Regions from separate parts of the Mus musculus genome. Here region 2 is linked to region 1. A link is a contact called in public HiChIP or PLAC-seq data. All regions are on one chromosome and are shown on one strand. The core of a region is the stretch at or near the end of the contact, and the rest is flanking DNA. Distances in the headings are between cores, read along the strand shown. Region 1 overlaps Mbnl1 (muscleblind like splicing factor 1). Region 2 has its middle 20 kb from the start of Rap2b.

What was found. HiChIP or PLAC-seq counts read pairs in DNA pulled down with a chosen protein or histone mark.
Region 2: an H3K4me3 HiChIP or PLAC-seq map of bone marrow-derived macrophages shows a contact between it and region 1, with 3 times the contacts expected there. The contact joins two enhancer-like sites. A contact is called at or near these places in 2 of 115 datasets of contacts at active chromatin or transcription factors (bone marrow-derived dendritic cells and bone marrow-derived macrophages).

The regions. Positions count from the first base shown.
Region 1 is chr3:60,535,830-60,538,529 of GRCm38.p6, forward strand. The region is part of intron 2 of Mbnl1 (muscleblind like splicing factor 1); the gene reads left to right. Among named protein-coding and RNA genes, the nearest start is that of Mbnl1, 36 kb to the left of the region's middle. Within about 2 kb of position 1,387, at least 44 of the 459 cell types and tissues checked have an H3K27ac peak or open chromatin away from gene starts, as enhancers often do. A contact at or near this core is called in bone marrow-derived dendritic cells and bone marrow-derived macrophages, where this site is marked.
Region 2 is chr3:61,342,839-61,345,538 of GRCm38.p6, forward strand. No RefSeq gene overlaps it. Among named protein-coding and RNA genes, the nearest start is that of Rap2b, 20 kb to the right of the region's middle. Within about 2 kb of position 1,408, at least 76 of the 459 cell types and tissues checked have an H3K27ac peak or open chromatin away from gene starts, as enhancers often do. A contact at or near this core is called in bone marrow-derived dendritic cells and bone marrow-derived macrophages, where this site is marked.

The DNA of each region.
Region 1 (2,700 bases), core at 137-2,636:
AACTCTAACAGAAAATTTAGTCAAATCTAGTTTTAAATTCTTGAGGATTTTTGTTCTTTCCTTTAAAAATCTTGACCTATCAGTTTCTTCCTAAGAGGCCCTCTTAGTCCCTAATCTGCAGTTTCTTCATTTACATTTTTGAAAATCCAGGTAGTATTGCTACACTCTAGAAATATTTTAAACATTTTAAAATATAATTTTTGAAATATAGTCATATAGCTGCCCCCTCTTCTTCCTATCTCCAGACCTGCTCATATGTCTCACTCCCTGTGTAAATTCATGGCCTCCTTTTCTTTTACTGTCATTAATGTGTCTTTGTATATAAGTGTGTTCCTAAATACATAAACATGACATATGTAGTCTGTATAATAGTACCTTTTACTTGTGTGTATATACATTCAGGTCTGCTTAGAACAGAAGAAATAATCTACCCGAGAGAAGGTACCAATTGGTTATGTAATACTAAATGGTCAGCCCTGAAAACAATATCAGTAATTTAAAAATGGAGTGGTACTTTTATTGTGTTATTTTACTGTATAAAATTCGGCAAAAGAGAGACACGGCAAAACTTTCTGTTCTTCCACTAACTATCTCTGTGAGGTTTTTAACTCAGTCCTGTCTGGAAACTTATAAAAGCAAAGGATATGCCATAGTCACCTGTAAAATATCCTACCCAAGTGATTAGCACAGGATGGCTGCAAATAGATACCCTTTGACTTGTGTTGGATGTCAAGCTGGGTAGAGTATACAACATTATGAAAATAAGTTAACTCTCTCCTCATGCCCAAGCTTTCCTCCATTTGTATGATTAAAATAACCAGTTAATCCCATCACAACAGGTAGGTCATATATTATATATTGAAGAAATAATGATTTGGAAGACAGTGTCCAAGCTATGAAAACAGTCATGAACATAAAATGCTAAAAATATTTTAATTGAACATATTTAAGTAAGTTGGAGTAGCACAGTGACAAAAATCATATATGTATAATCTGTTCTCAGTCTGTACTGTTGGACTGAAAAATACATTGATTTGACTAATGAGATTGTCTGAATCATTTTACAAGCTAGACAGCAATATTATGGATTGATTTTTGTCTTTAATCAGATTTGTGAGTTTTTCTTCCTAATGCAGAATACTGAAAACATGACCTTTCCCTTACCATTTATAAGCATTAGGAGTGTAAATCAATAATTAAATTGACCCCATAAAATATTTTGGGTAATACAATTGGGACTTTTAAAAAATGTAGCATGTAATAGACAATCAATGCATCTCAGAAGCACCTTTCATATAAGTGTGATAAGTGTATCAGTGTAATGAATCACATTTGCTCTCAGCGTCCAGTTAAGCAGTGGATTCTGGTAGATCAGCTGTGGGCTTCTGAAAACCAGATTTAGTCACAAGTCAGCAACAGATTTACCATACGCCAAATGGGGAACATGCCAGTCTCACTTTCACTTTAGCTTTCTGATCACTGGTTGGTTTTCTTTAGTATCATATTCAGTTAAAGTGTGTGTGTGTGTGTGTGTGTGTGTGTGTGTGTGTGTGTGTGTGTGTGTGTTTGTGTGTGTGTGATTTACACAGGTCAGCCTCTAACAAACATTTTATATTCCATTTGGATGCTGTATCTAGTATAACAATTCTTGCTTCCTGTTTTCCCCTAATGCCCTTTGCCTCTGTCCTGTAAAATGCCTAAAATTATAAATTCAACTAACTGCTTCTATATAGCGTTTCTATTTTCTTTACTCTTTGCATACTAGAAAATGAATCCAAAGTTGAGTTTACTTCTAATGCCATTTGGTTTTGTGAGATAATCCTTCTTACAAGGTCCTGTATACTTGTTATTTCATCATAGCAAAAGGTATAACTTCAATTATCCCCACTAAGGATACTGAAATCTGTCATTTCTTCTTGACTCTTGGGAAAAGACCAAGGGTTGGTTGGACCCAATGTTTTTACTTCATTGTTGATCATGTTCTAGAACCATGATATTTTTTAAGGATTACAAAGGTTTAACTTTTGATCATGCAGTTCCTCCTATGTTACTACTAGAAAATTTCTAAACAAATGCTCTTCTTCAGTTTTATGAGACACTATGCGATGTAATTTGTATTACATTGGGGACATGCATGAGTTTTATCAACATTTAAATCAAATATCTTCTAATATAAGATCTAAACAAATTTACACATACCTTCAAATTATTCTAGGTTATGATGCTTCTTAGTGGGTAATGGGCTATCTTGCTAACCACAGGACTGGACCACAGACCTGGAGCCTGAAATGAAGCAGCAGAAGTGCTCGTGCCTGGCATCCCAGGCACAGCCGAACCCAGAGCTGGCGGGTCAGGCTTGCAGCTTATGCTAGCCAGCTGGAGTCTAGGCTCCATCAAATTATTCTAATATATTTCAAGACTTTTCTTTTGGGAAAAATCTTTGAATTGCTTCTCCTGATCTTTTTTATGATAATATATTTTGGTGACAATGCATTTCCATGATATCAGGAGTCGTCTGACACTTCGTTTCTGTTTAGCACAGATCTGTTCCTGAGAATTTGACTCTCTCTCTCTCTCTTTTTTTTTCCCCATTTGGGTTTGTTTTGTGTTCATGATGCAAATGAAAAACATAAGACAAATGAAAAAAAAGTCCATATGTAAATCTGGTTTTCCTTATTCTAATATTTGGTTTCATATATT
Region 2 (2,700 bases), core at 158-2,657, 810 kb after region 1:
GAAACCCAGATGCTCTGCAAGGATAGCAAGTGTTCTTAACTGCTGAGATATTTCTAAAACCAGACAATTTTATTTTGTGAGACAGGGTCTCATGTAATCAAAGTTGGCCTCAAACTTGCTATGAGGTCACGAATGACCTTTAATTTCTGATCCCTGCCTCAAACCCCTGAATGCTGAGATTATAGGTATGTGCCATATCTGGTTTATCCTATGTGGGATATCATGTTAGACAAGTACTCTAACAACTGAGCTACATCCCTAGCCCTACAAAGCAATTTTTAGAGTTTGTAAGAAAATCAACATAGTAATTTCCTACTTTATAAAATACCCATGCCAAAGAACAATCTTGAAAGGAAGAAAAGTGTCAAAAAAGGTTCATAAAACCATGCTGAGAAACATAAGAGGAGAAGAAACTACTCAATGTATTTTAATTGGAATTAATATTACCAAGCTCCATCAAGCTAGTTCTCACTCCAGGGCAAATTTTGTAAGTATTACTGCCTGGCTTCCGAGTTCCTAAGTCAGCAGTTTAGATACTTGGAAGTAGTATCTCATGGGAGTGGTGACAATGGATGTGACAAGAGAGAGAGACAGAGACAGAGAAACAGAGAGAGAGACAGAGAGGGAGGGAGGGAGAGAGGGAGGGAGAGAGAGAGAGAGAAAGAAAGGAAGAAAGAAAAGGAGAGAAAGAAAGAAAAAAGAAGGAAGGAGGGAGAGAGAGAGAGAGAGAAAGAGAGAGAAGAAATTCTTCAATTGTTCCCTTTCTATCTCCTGTGGCAAGAAGTAAAAGTAAAAAGTCATATGCAAAAGACATCGTATAGAAGTTTCCAGAAATACAATCTACAAGCACTGTATGCAAAGGTATACTTCTCAAGGATCAGATCCTAAAGCCAAAAGGAATTAATTAGTAAAGATATCTTTGAAAGACTGTGGGCCTAATGCCTAACTGTAAATGCCGGTCATGGTGGGATGTGAGGAGACTCGATGAATGGGAGCCATTGTTACTGTTTGCTCTCACCGAACCCGACCCCTTTGCAGAACCAGCACGGGCTTCTTGAACACCTAGTATTCCCCTGAAAGCTCTTGAGTTAAGAGCTTCCTCTCTGTAAATGACTCCACTGGGGATCACAACAATCCCTTCTTCTTTGTGGTTACAGGAGTAGAATACTGTTGGTTAAAAGTGAGTGGGATATGCATGCGGTTTTGGGTACAGTTTGTTTACACGTCATACTTCATAAGAATGTTGCCCCCGGACACAGTGGATGAGACTCATTAAAGGAAGGTGCTGTACAGGAGCTGGGTGAAATCGCCCTGCCCATTCCTCTGGCACAGAGCTAGCTCATGGAGCTAGAGAAACCAAAGGTTAGGGAAAGATGACTTGGCATGACTCAGGTGGAAGGAAGCTGGCAGAAAGGAAATCCCCTAGCATGTTTTGCTAGGTCAGCAGTCCTCTAGGATGGAAACCAGGAAGACTGTGATGTGTTGAGGTAACCCTCCTCTGACTCAGTCTTATTCACACCCACGCCAGACAGTTTCTTGAATCTCCTCTTGAGCAAATACAAGAGCTTTGCAGTGAGTTCTTATTCGAACGGTGTTTGTACTTAGCTTTCCTTATCTGTTTTTCTTTCTCCCCCCCCCCCACCCCCCATTTCTTGAAATGCCTCCAGTAACAATATAAAACGTCAGGATGTAAAACAAAGAAACAACTGATAAGGTCTATTCCTCTTTAAATCCTAAGCATTCCTCCGTGTGAAACATCTTTCTAAGCCCGCAGATACTTGGGAAATTTTGATGAAGGGAAACAGACAGAACTTTCCAAAGCAGAAGAAACCTGAAAATTATTGTCATCAATTCCTCATGTCTATAGATGGGAAGAAAATAAGGAAGGCCTGAAGAGGAACTTACTTGCTGGGGTTACAGTACAGCAAGATATGAGAAGCTAGAGTTTAGGGGGTTGATTACTTATCTTAGTGTTTAAAAGTTTACAAATCTAGAAGACGCCATAGACTTTATGGAGCACAGAGTTTTCAAACTTATAAAAATCTCAGATTTTTAGAATGCAAACTAGCCCAAATGGATTTGCCCTGAGTTTGAATGGCTATCACCATGCAGCTCACCTCAGGCTGTAGGAAGGAAGCCCCAACCTTTAGCCTCATGGTTCTTCTCCAGAGTCTCCTGGAGCTTTGCTCTAAAACAATTTGCAAAGCATCAGTGTTTTCTGGTGTTCTCATTTAATTATTGAGAATTCTAAGGCCCACTGAGGAAAAGTGGAGGCTGAGTGTTCAGGAAATCAGAAGCCAAGTAAGTCACTCTTCGTGTCTTGACCACTTTGGAACCAAAGCAAATGTCTGCATTTAAACTCTGTGGGACAAAGAAAGGGAAACAACGGGTTGGGCATTTCTTCAAGGAGAAGCATACAGACAACATCTTAATCAGAAGTTGTAGGGCCCAGGATACTAGGGTTCCACGTGCTAAAACCAAACTCCAAGTTCTCAGGTTAGACTTCTCACAGAGTGTGTAGTTGAAGTGTGGACCTCTGAACTGGGGTTATAGAAACCACCCTACCTGCCTCCTCCCCTTGTGTCAGCTTTTTTATGACTTTTAGATTGTATACTGTAAAGGCCATAGAATGCATATGATGAACTTTCAGTTGCTCGTCATTCTTAAATGGCCATATTTCATGTATTGAACCTAGGGACT